Regions from separate parts of the Mus musculus genome. Here regions 2, 3 and 4 are each linked to region 1. A link is a contact called in public promoter capture Hi-C data. All regions are on one chromosome and are shown on one strand. The core of a region is the stretch at or near the end of the contact, and the rest is flanking DNA. Distances in the headings are between cores, read along the strand shown. Region 1 holds the start of Zfp469 (zinc finger protein 469). Region 2 holds the start of Ccsap (centriole, cilia and spindle associated protein). Region 3 holds the start of Spire2 (spire type actin nucleation factor 2). Region 4 holds the start of Spata2l (spermatogenesis associated 2-like).

Region 1 (2,701 bases), core at 126-2,625:
CAATGCCCTGGGATACTGACAGCCTGGAGTCCACTTGCTTTGTCTCACCTTATCTCCCAGACTGAAGAAACCCTGTGCCGTCCTCTGCTGCCTTCTCCCATTCACAATAAGGAAGACACACTCTGTTGGCTCTGCCCAGTTGTTTGGGACCTGCCAGGCCAAGCTTATGGCAAAAGGGACCTGCCAGGCAAGCTTATGCCATCCTGAAGGGACTGCTGGCCAGCTGCTGCTCTCCCCGACTGGCCCCGTCAATATGCCCAAGCATTTTGCCCGCTTGTCTGTTATTTTCCGGACTTGGGTGTTGGCTGAGTAAAGACGGTTGGGACAGTGCAGGACACAGAGGCCTCGACACACCTTTGTCCCTCTAACAGGGGGAACTGGACCAGAGTCAACTGGCAGTGTGGCTCTGGACTGTCAGCACCTCTGCTGCTTTCCAGCTGTGCAACACAGGCCACTCTGACCCTCTTCATCTAGAGCACGGGGTTCCACCCATTTCACTAGGAAGATTAAATGCAGTAGTAACACGTGGCACAGTCCCCACACAGCCGGCTCAGAGGAGCCCGAAGAAAAGCCATCAACTGTCTCAGCTGGAGCCCGAGCCCCACTCAGCAGCCCGGCTGTTCCGCTTTCCTGTCTGCTATGCACATCCCTGCTTCTACCCTGGGGTCTCGGGTGCAGGACAGGGTCCAGGCCGCCACTGGAAGTCCGATTGAATCCCGCTACGATACCCTCCCCTTCCCACCATCGCCACGAGGGGCGCAGTGTCTCCGCGGTCGGCTTAGCTTAACTCCGTGGACTCCTCCAGCGGAGCTGCCCCAAAGCACAGGGTGGGTGGGGGCGCGATGGGCCTCCTGGCGGAAGCAAGAGCGTGGTGACCCTCAAGTCCGCTAGCCGGACCCCATCCCGCCCGCGGAATCAGACCTTAGGGGGTCCCGAGCGGGCGGCGGTGGAGTAGCATACGAACGGTTCCAAGTCGCAATGAATGAGTTACCGCTTCACCTCCCGCAGCCCCGTGGCTCCGACTCCCCTGGGCTCTGGTGATGCTTGCTCTGTGCTTCGCAACTCGCGGGCGACATCCCCAACAGCTCTCTCAGGGGCTGGGCCAGGCAGCCCCGAGTTCGGTACTCGGCGCCTGCAGCTCGTCTCACCGTGTGTCGGAACCCGAGGCCAGCCGTGCGCCTGGAGGGCAGCGCGGTGACCGCACCCGTCCCTGATCACCCCAGCGACGCGCACTCACCTCCGCCCCGGCCGCGCGTAGCTCCAGTTCCCGGGACGCGCGGGGCGCCCGCGCCCGGACCGCGTAGCCCCAGCGCTCATCCCCGCCCGCAGCGCCCCGGCCGCCCGCCCGCCCGTCCGCCGGGCACCGAGCCGCCGCGCTGCGCCTGGGGCGGGGTGCGAGCAGAGGGCCGCCTCCCGGGCCGGTCCGCGGGCAGCGCTCGCGCGGAGGCCGGACGCACAGCAGCGCCCCGGCTTGGGTTACACGCTTGCGCCCCCCCCCCCCCCCGCCCCGCCCCGGCTATTTTTAGCACGGCTTTTCCTAGGTGTTGGTTTCATGTGATCCACCTAGCCACGCCGGCCTGGTGGGAAACTCTCTCCCCGGTCACCAACCCTCTCCCCCCACAACACGCTCCTTGGCCAGTTCTACAGCTGGCACGCCGCTGGGCGGAAAGCCTGGCTTCAGCGCAACTTCGGAAACGGCTGCCACCATTCCACCGTGTGGCTTCCAGTCGCAGCTCTATCCATCCTTCGCTCCTCCCAGTCCCTGGGCCACCAAAAGCAACTAAACCTCTTCCTCTGGCTTCTGTCCCGGAAGGTTAGGGCCCGGGCCATAGCTGACACCTGTTTAGGGGAAAATTCAGGTTAAGCCTCCCCCTACCCCCCAGTACATAAGTCTGACACTCTAAGGTGCTGCGGCCTGGAGTAGATGTCCAGCGGGCTTCTGTCATAACACAGAGCTCGAAGTCATCAACCTTGGTGGCTTCCTACTGGGCCATCATCCAGCCTGGGGATGAGCACACTGGAACGTAGTGGGGACCGAAGGAGCTATTTAGGTCTCTAGAGACGGAGGGGCACCTTTAAGATCATCTGACAAAATGCCACATCTAACATGAACCCAAGCTTCACAGATCAGGAATCTGCCAGAGGCCACACAGCTGGAAGAGCTTATGTTAAGATGTTCAGCTCAGCATGAGGGTTCAATGCCCCAGCATTGAGTAAAAAGGCAAGGTGTGGCGTGTATTTGAACCCAGTGCTGGGGAAGCAAGAGCCAGGCAGATCCCTGGGGCTAGCTGGCCAGGCAGCTTAATTTACTCGGTGAGCTCCAGGGTAACCTGTCTCCATAACAAAGCGGACAGCACCTGAAGCCGACCTCTGGTCTCCACGCACACACGTACACGATGTGAGCTCACAGCCCCAGGTCCTGAGAGAGAGAAGATCACTGACTCCACTTTAGATGAACTGGATCACTGACCATTGATCTGTGGGCTTCTCAACAGGCGGGGGTACTTCACGGAAAGAGACCCTGTCAGAAAGAGCCCTTCCACAGCTCCCACCCCCAGTAGGTCTAGCTGCCACTCAGAAGTTCCAGTTTCACTCCTGGGAACACCTTTATCATGCAAAGCAAGGCTGGGCGCAGGCTTCCAGGATGCTTCCTGGGAAACTCCTGGCCTTGGGCAGGTCCCAAGGCCTATGCTGAACCACT
Region 2 (2,701 bases), core at 89-2,588, 1.6 Mb before region 1:
ACTGCAGAAATCCCAAAGTGATCTGCTTCCTGGAAACATCCCGCTGGGACCTACTTTTTTTTCTTCCTTCCTTCCTTCCTTCCTTCCTTCCTTCCTTCCTCCTTCCTTCCTTCTTTTTCTTTCTTTCTTTTTTTTTTTAGTGTGATCCTTCCTGGATGCCTGTCCTTTCAAATCTTTCTGCAGCGATTGCATCAATGCTTCCTTTTACAAAAGCCATCTGTAGAGCAGGATTGCAACAGTAACAACCCTGCGACCCTGTCCATTAGAGCCCAAGCCAAACATTTGCACCAGGTCCTTGAGCAGGCCCTAGGCTTTATTTTATTTTATTTATTTATTTTTACAAAAGTTGGCCTCTAGTAAGTTATAAAAGGCAAGGGCAGGTGAGGCGGCTCATACCTGCTAATTCCAGCACTTGTGAGGTTGGCGGAGAAGGATCAGGAGTTCAAGACCAGCTTGGGCTCTGGAATGAGTTCTAGACCAGCCTTGGTAACATGAGATTTGTCTCAAAAAGGGGGCAGAGGAGGGAAATGTATTAAAATAGCAACATCAACAACATCATTAACAACAACAATAAAAAAATCACTAAGGCCTGAGAACCCGGGCGTTGTGAAAAGAGGAAGGAATCGGGACACAGGATTTGGTCCTCGGCTAGGTGTTGGTTGCTCAGGTTGCATCTAGAGCTGAAGCCTCCTCGCGAGGCCCCCAGTAGCGAGTGGGCGAACGAGCTGGGGGTTCACAGCAGCGCCCCAGGCGCGGGCGCAGGAGCGGGCGGGGGCCCGGCGGGCGCGCGGGGAGGTGCAGGCTTCAGGCTAGGGCGGCGCCTTCGTCTCCGGCTGCTGTAGGACCGCGGAGCCACCGCTCCATCGGCGACATCTTGGTGGAGGACGCGCAAGGAGAAACGCTGTTCGCGCTATAGCTGCTGCGCCACGATCTCAGCTGACCTCCGGAGAGCGGAGGATAGAACAGGCAGGAGGTAAGGACGCTGCTCCTAGAGTCCCCGACTCCTCGCCCAGGAGGGTGTCTGGGGACCTAAGATCCCCTGTCCCGTCACCTTGAGTCCGGTGGTCTCCACCTCTACCGAGTGGAGCAGACCCCTGGTGACCACCTATCATTCCATCTAGATAGGTCGCGTCGCCTGGAATCCCTCCTGAAACCCCGCCCCCGCTATTACCTGAACTAGGGGCCTTCCCAGCCCGGAACTCCGCCCCCGCTAGGAACGCCCTCTCCCAGAAACACCCGTCACAGACCCGCCCCCTCTCCGCCCCTCCTTGCCCCAGCCTCCGCCCTCCAGTCCGGGCGGGGCTCCGGGTTTGAACCGCGCGGCGGGCCGCGCCTCTGAGTCCGTCGCACCCGTAGGCGGCAGCGCGGAGCAGGCAGTCGGCGGCGCGCGGCACCATGTCCCCGGGCAGCGGGGTGAAGAGCGAGTATATGAAGCGCTATCGGGAGCCGCGCTGGGACGAATACGCGCCGTGCTACCGCGAGCTGCTGCGCTACCGCCTGGGCCGCCGGCTGCTGGAGCAAGCGCACGCGCCCTGGCTCTGGGACGCCTGGGGCCCGGACAGCCCCTCGGACAGCTCGGCTTCACCCAGTCCGGCCCCCAGGGGCGCGTTAGGGGAGCCCTCGGCGCCCTCCGCGCGGGAGGAGGAGCAGCCGGTGGGGGAGCGCGGCGCGGAGCTGCGGGACGCGGAGGAGCAGGACACAGTGTTACCAGGTACGGGCACAGCGCGTTGCTCCGTTCTCAGCGCTTCCTGTTTTGGTTTAATTGGGGTTGACAGAATCCGCTTGCTGAACTAAGCGGGGAAGGTGCGGGCCGCATTTCCACCTTCCCACCCCAGGTTTCCCTAATTTGGTGACTCTTGGCGGAGCCCTTTATGACCTCCAACTCATATGACCCTGGTTGGGGTCCTTGGTCGCAGGCAGTGGCCCGCTCAGTGAGCCCTCGATCCACCAGATGGCGGATCTGTTTGTTTCTGCGCATCCTGTTTGGCGAGAGGAGCTTTTCATTCCAAAGATGACCGACTGAAGTTAAGAACGCCCGAGCTGTCATAATGGGGTCATGGTTGTCAGTGTGAACGCCTTGAAGGCCTGGTCTCGCTGTCTCTGAAGAATGGTATGCGTTTGTTTGTGGACGAACCCCTCTTTGTATACGCTGTGAGCCACTTTCCCGCCGTTGCGGAGTGGGGCTGTCAGCAGAGAGCCCTGGGGTTTGCCTGGACTCAGGGCAGTACTTCAGTACAACTGTAGATCACTATGGTTGCCAGCCACCTCTCTGAACTCTTCTGAGAGTCCAGTGGTGAAAAAGTTATTTCTCAGTGACTGGTCTAGGAATATGTATTTTCTCATTCGACCTTCAAAGTCATATGATGGGCCCTTTGTTTTTAATCTCAGTTTTGTAAACAAAGCCATGGGAGCTTGGGATCCATGGTCGGAGTCTGAAAGGGTCGGATTTCCCTGCTCTTGGTTACTATGTTTGCCTATTCTCAGTTCTTGCATGGCTGGGCCGCCTTGTGTCATCTGGTCGCTTATGACGACCATTCTGATGCTTCAGTGATGTGGTTAGAAATTAGGGAAAGTGGCAGAAGGTGGTGGGGGCGGTGAGCATGTCTCCCAGGTATTAATATGAAAACTGAGCCCTTGCTAACTGTGAGGTTTTTTTTTATTGGGACGAGCAAACCTGCTTTTCCTTTCCCACTGTGGTTTG
Region 3 (2,701 bases), core at 150-2,649, 1.1 Mb before region 1:
CCTCTGTGCGCACAATGGGCCCTTCCTGCTCCAGAGGCAGCTGTTGTCCTTTGCTTCTCTTTGGCCTTGCTTATCATTCCTAGTCCCCCGCAGATGCCTGCCTGAGAGAATTTCTGCAAGCCCACAGCTCTCGGGGTTGGAGGGAGGCCAGCCTTCCCTCAGCAAACACACAGCCTGCCTTTGTGCTCCCAACCGGGTATCAACTTTTGGGGTACTATCACTGTATGCCCCATACTAGAACTACAGTTCTCCAGGGGGAAAGTGAGGCGGAACAGTAGACAGGAGCCTGAACTCAACGCTCTGAATAGACTACAATAATCTTTCAAAAGCTCAATTGTTGGTTCTCACTGTTTAAGTTTTGGTTTTTTTTTTAAATCACAGGTTATACACTCTGCTTACATTTACAATTAAACTCAAAAAATTAGTATTAATTCAGTACAGACTCAGAACAAGGCACATTACTCCTGCTCTCCCTACCCCTAGAAAAAGGCACACATCTCTAAGTAGCCTCAAGGTCTGCAGTGTCGCCAGAGGGGAGTACCAGTTTCACGGGAACACCCACAGGCCCTGCCAGAGCAAGGCCAGAGGACTGCAGACTCCCCCAAACCATCTTAAAGGGAACTGACTAAAGGAGAGGCTTCCGAAATTCAGGACTTGACCGTAAGATACTCCGGCTTTTAACCAAAGCCACTCTCCCCTGGGGAAAGCGTCCCTGGGCGCGAGCAGCCAACCGGCCGCTTCTCATCAAGAACGATGGGCTGTTGGTAGGGTTATCCCAGACTGCGTGTGTGTGTGTGTGTGTGTGTGTGTGTGTGTGTGTGATAGTGGGCTGTTGGTAGGGTTATCCCAGACTGCGTGTGTGTGTGTGTGTGTGTGTGTGTGTGTGATTGTGGGGTTCTCCTAGGTCGAAGGGAAGACAAGGAGTCCCAGATCCAGAGGGCAGGGTGGGGCCTTCCCGGTCCGGTAGAGCGCTATCTGGGCGCTGATGTGAGAAAGGTCGAGGCCCCGTCACTTGGCACCGGGGTGCCCTCAGCGGCCGCCCGCTCGCCCGCCGCGCCGGCCACACCCCCACCCACTCCGGTGCGCCTTACCGGGCTCCAGCCGCGCGCCAACCGAACCGTCCCTACGCAGGAGGATGTCTGCCGTGTCCCGGATGCGCCGCACGCCGCCCGGCTCGCCCCGCAGCCCGCGGCAGCCCTGGAAGCACACCGCCCAGGCCTGCTCCTCGTTGATGGGCTGCTCGTACACCTTCAGCACTTCCTCCAGGGACAGCTCCCACGGCTCGGGCCGCGCCGCGCCCCCCGCGCGTTCGGGAGCTGCTGCGCCGCCGCCGCCCGCCCGGGCCATGGCCGCCCATCATCGCCGCCCGCGCGCGCGGCGGGTCTCCATAACAGCGGGGCGACGCACCGCCGAGCGAGGGGGCGGGTCCCGCGCCGCCCGTGTGCTTTGTCATTCCGGCCCCGCCCCTCGCGGGCAGATGCAGGTGAGGGCGGGGGCTGATGGAGGAGGAGGAGGCTAATGGTCAAAGAGGCGGGGCCGGGCGGGGAGGGAAGGGAAGACCGGTAGGGAGGGGCGAGCCAGGGGGAGGGGCAGAGCTAGGAGGGGCAGCCGGAGAGGGAGGGTGCAGGACAAGAGAGGACTAAGGTTTGTTAGAAACCGGTTGGGGGTGCGAGGAGGAAAAGCTGACTGAAGAGGGGTGGGGTTAAGCATGATGGGGACCTTGCACACGAACACACACACACACACACACAGAGGCACACGTACACGCGCTCCCTTGGCTCTGGCTCTTTAAAGCAGACAGTGCCTGTGATGGTCTTTGTGGAAGGCCTGGACCTTAGGAGGTCGCTATAGTGTGATTGGCTCAAAGATGATGCAAGCCTTCAGGGATGAAGTACTTCATAAATGGTCCTTTTTTTCTGCTCGAAAGGATCAGCTTCAAACCCTTAGTGTCTTAGTGACAAACAATGTGACCGAGCTAACACAACACCTCATTCTCAGAGTGTGTTGCCTTCATTCCAAGGCACATCAAAAGTGTTAACAAGCTAAGCACAGCACACAGCTTTGTTGAAAGTAGTTTCAGCCATCTTTACGACGGTTGAGAAGAACAGAGCGAGAAGACACAGCTGGGAGATAAATGATAACAAGGCAGTTGGTCTCGGGCTTTGCTTTGCGGTAGAACTATCGCCTAGGAAGCACAAGGCTGGGACATAATTGTAAGAGAGAGACTTGGTGTAGGGCTGGCTGACAATCTCCTCTGGATTCTTAGTCTTCAATTGGAAAGAAAGGATACAAATGAATTTTGCCTGAAAGTGTTTATAATCAATATCTGGGCGAGTGTGACATCCTTCAACCAGTTCTCAAGCTTATGAGACACAACAGATTTAAGCGGAACCAAAGGACACTGGAGAAGAGGAAATGAAAGGGAAGGTTCTCTCTGCTCAGGATACATTGTGCAGACAACCTGGAACTCTGGCTCTTCTTCCCTAATCCTCAGAAACTTCAAGGGCTACCTCAGTAGGGAAGGAACAGTAGGAACCTCCCACAAGGAAACTCATTCCTTGCTTATGTTAGGAATGAGAGCCTGTATCCAAGTAGTTTAAGGAAAGTCTGAGTCACACAGTACCAAGTGTGTGCTGACAGCGCCCACTGATGAGGCCAGGGTGTTTCTGGTTGGCCGGCTCATAGAATGGTTTCTGTGTTT
Region 4 (2,701 bases), core at 93-2,592, 1.0 Mb before region 1:
ATTTACAAGTTACAAATAGAAGAAAAGAACACTTTTGCAGGTGAACATTAGCTTCGACGTTAGTGTAACATAATTTTTTGCAATGCTAGAGACTGAACCTGGGGACCTTACACAAAGCAAGCAATTGTTCTACCTCAGGGTCACACCCCTGCCCCCAAGGCCTCTTCCTTTTTCTGTTAATCCCCTTGTTCTGCCGCAGGCGGGATCCAGGCTTGTCTTGAAACAAGGCAAGCATGGAATCTTTATGATTTGTCAGAAGTTAAACTATGTCACTGTGAGTTGAAGCAACCTCGAAAGCCAACCAAGGTTCCCCTTTGGATTGGTGAGCTCACAACAAAAGACCTCTATGTTCAGTGATAGCCAGCAGGGCACCTGGGGACTGTGGCCTGCTTAGTTACACGATCTGAAGTCCTTTGACTGTGAGAAATTCAAGAAGACAGATACCTCCCCTATGCCAGGTTCTATTTGATCAAACTTGGCCTAGGCTTGGTGAGCTGGAGAGATCGAGGGTGCAGGCTGCCCAGAAGTGGATGAAGCAAAAGCTACTGCTTACACGAAGCTTAGGGTTTAAGATTAAGGAGAAGGTGCCTTCGGTCCTGAGTGAGTTGCCTAAGACCACAGCAAGTTGAGGTTAACAGTTTCCCTGAGGTCACCCAGACCAATTCTTGGATTTCAGGATCCCGGTCAGTTTTGAAGGTCTGTAGGTCACACACTTAAGGAACACCTTGTCCTGGAGGGTGAATACATTCATCCTGCCTCAAATACTCCCTAACCGACTTTCTCAGGGACTAAGAAATGAAGTGCCAGAGACCAGGAAACAAAGCCTGCAGAGGCAGTCCGAAGGACCTCCCGTTCTATTATTTATAATTATTTTGTTTGCATGCATGTGCATCAAAAACACCAGATGCAGGGGCCAGAAGTGGATGTTGGGAACTGGAGTTAAAGACAAAAAAATGAGCTGCCACGCAGGTGCTCATACCCACTGGGCAGTCCACCACCCCACCCGTTTTAAATTGTACTTAAATACGTGTGTTTGACCTCCTTTGGTCCATGATCTGCCAAGACAGGCCCCGCCTAGCCGGTATTTGGCTATTCTGTGGGTTGGCTTGAGGAGCCAAAGTCCAGCCTGGTTCAGACCGGTTCCGCTAGGCACATCTTGGCGACCAGTGATCATACACCCACTGTGTACTCCCACTCAGACTAGCTGAAAGACTAACTAGTGAATCTGAGAGAACTTCAAAAGGTGAGCTGCAGGGGAGGGCCACGCCCAGCTTCGCCCAGGCCACGCCTACACCTCCACCCTCCTACTTAGCCGAAAGGGCGGCACCCGACTCCAGCCTCGCCCACCAACGTCACGACCAAGGCCAAGGGGCGGGCTTGACTTTCTGCGGAAGAGCGAGGAGAGACCCAGGCCCAAGCGGAGCTCTCTGGAATAGCTGGCGACTAGCAGGTAGCACCGCCGCCCACGGGGACCGTCAGTGGGAGAGGGGCTCTGGCTGCAAGAGGTTCAGCTAGTGGGAGCGGAGCTGTTGATACGAGGACGCTCAGCAAGCGGGGCTGAAGGTGTCCTGGGGAGGGGAGGCTACAAATACTGTGGTCACTGAGCTGTCAGCGTCCACGTCTCAGGGACCATAGATTCCGAGAGTTGGCTAAGCTGCCAAGGTCCCTATTTCCAGGTTGGAGGGAGCCCTGGGCTTGCTGGGTGCGGGGTTGAGAGTCGCACACACAGCTGAGATGACATGGTCTCTAGTTTGACACCTCATCCCGGACCTGATCAGGATGGGCAGCAGCTCACTGTCCGAGGACTATCGCCAGTGCCTGGAGCGCGAGCTGCGGCGCGGCCGCGCGGGCGTTTGCGGCGACCCCTCGCTGCGCGCGGTGCTCTGGCAGATTCTGGTGGAAGACTTTGACCTGCACGGGGCGCTACAGGACGATGCGCTAGCCCTGTTCACTGATGGCCTGTGGGGGCGGGCTGACCTGGCACCGGCCCTCCAAGATCTGGCCCGCGCCTTTGAGCTCCTAGAGCTGGCCGCTGTGCACCTGTACCTGCTGCCCTGGAGAAAGGAGTTCACCACTATCAAGGTATGGCATCAGTGGTGCTCCTTCACTCCCGTCCTTGTCCAGGCTGTTTGAGGGCTGCAGATCCTCTTCAGGGGAGGGTTCTGCGTTGAGGGCTCGTGGGCGTGTTGGGATGCATGCCTACCAGTCATTCACCTAGAACTTATATGGCTGTCCTCAAAGTAGTCTCACTGCCCTAGTTGCCATGGAAATTCTAGGGTAGACGTGGGTGGGTGAGGGAGGTACTTGATGTCCTATGGTCATCCTAACTCCTCTAAGATGTGGACTGGTCCCCATCTGTAAAAGGAGGCTGCTAAGACTGGGAAGAGAACAGCAGATCAGAACAGCAGGGATCTTATTCCTGCCTGGGTCCAGGTTAGGCGGCCAGGTCCAGGGCTGGCCTAGTCCTTAGGTCAGATGGCAGACCACTTAGAGGGGGTAGGGCCGCTCTGAGCTAATTTTGAGTGGGAAGGCAATGACGTCAGAATGCACGTGGGCGAGGTAAACCTCCACCGGTTGTCATGGTAACGTCTCCCCCTCCACACCCCACCAGCCTGCTGCTCCACGGGAATACCTGAGATCTCAGGACTTTCATTCAGTTCTGTCAAGCTAGAAGCCCACCCATCCGCCCCAGAGGACAGAG

Evidence for each region. Promoter capture Hi-C pulls out the DNA fragments that hold promoters and counts their contacts.
Region 2: a contact with region 1 is called in a promoter capture Hi-C map of liver, with 3 times the contacts expected there. The contact joins the promoter of Ccsap here to the promoter of Zfp469 in region 1.
Region 3: a promoter capture Hi-C map of pre-B cells shows a contact between it and region 1, with 5 times the contacts expected there. The contact joins the promoter of Spire2 here to the promoter of Zfp469 in region 1. A contact is called at or near these places in 2 of 39 promoter capture datasets (liver and pre-B cells).
Region 4: a promoter capture Hi-C map of pre-B cells shows a contact between it and region 1, with 2.7 times the contacts expected there. The contact joins the promoter of Spata2l here to the promoter of Zfp469 in region 1. A contact is called at or near these places in 1 of 39 promoter capture datasets (pre-B cells), 2 of 115 datasets of contacts at active chromatin or transcription factors (bone marrow-derived macrophages and large pre-B cells) and 1 of 9 other capture datasets (liver).

Annotation. Positions count from the first base shown.
Region 1 is chr8:122,228,948-122,231,648 of GRCm38.p6, reverse strand. It overlaps Zfp469 (zinc finger protein 469), which reads right to left and starts at 1,375. Exons shown (of 3, transcript NM_001362883.1): 1 at 1,238-1,375.
Region 2 is chr8:123,858,105-123,860,805 of GRCm38.p6, reverse strand. It overlaps Ccsap (centriole, cilia and spindle associated protein), which reads left to right and starts at 1,338. Exons shown (of 3, transcript NM_001379289.1): 1 at 1,338-1,711. The coding sequence starts at 1,396. Gm9901 (a long non-coding RNA gene) reads right to left here and starts at 1,351. Exons shown (of 2, transcript XR_388182.4): 1 at 1,172-1,351; 2 at 308-936.
Region 3 is chr8:123,331,411-123,334,111 of GRCm38.p6, reverse strand. Spire2 (spire type actin nucleation factor 2) reads right to left here and starts at 1,399. Exons shown (of 15, transcript NM_172287.2): 1 at 1,092-1,399. The coding sequence starts at 1,347.
Region 4 is chr8:123,234,899-123,237,599 of GRCm38.p6, reverse strand. Spata2l (spermatogenesis associated 2-like) reads left to right here and starts at 1,342. Exons shown (of 3, transcript NM_030176.3): 1 at 1,342-1,450; 2 at 1,751-2,082. The coding sequence starts at 1,780. 4933417D19Rik (RIKEN cDNA 4933417D19 gene) reads right to left here and starts at 2,509. Exons shown (of 3, transcript NR_045849.1): 1 at 2,047-2,509.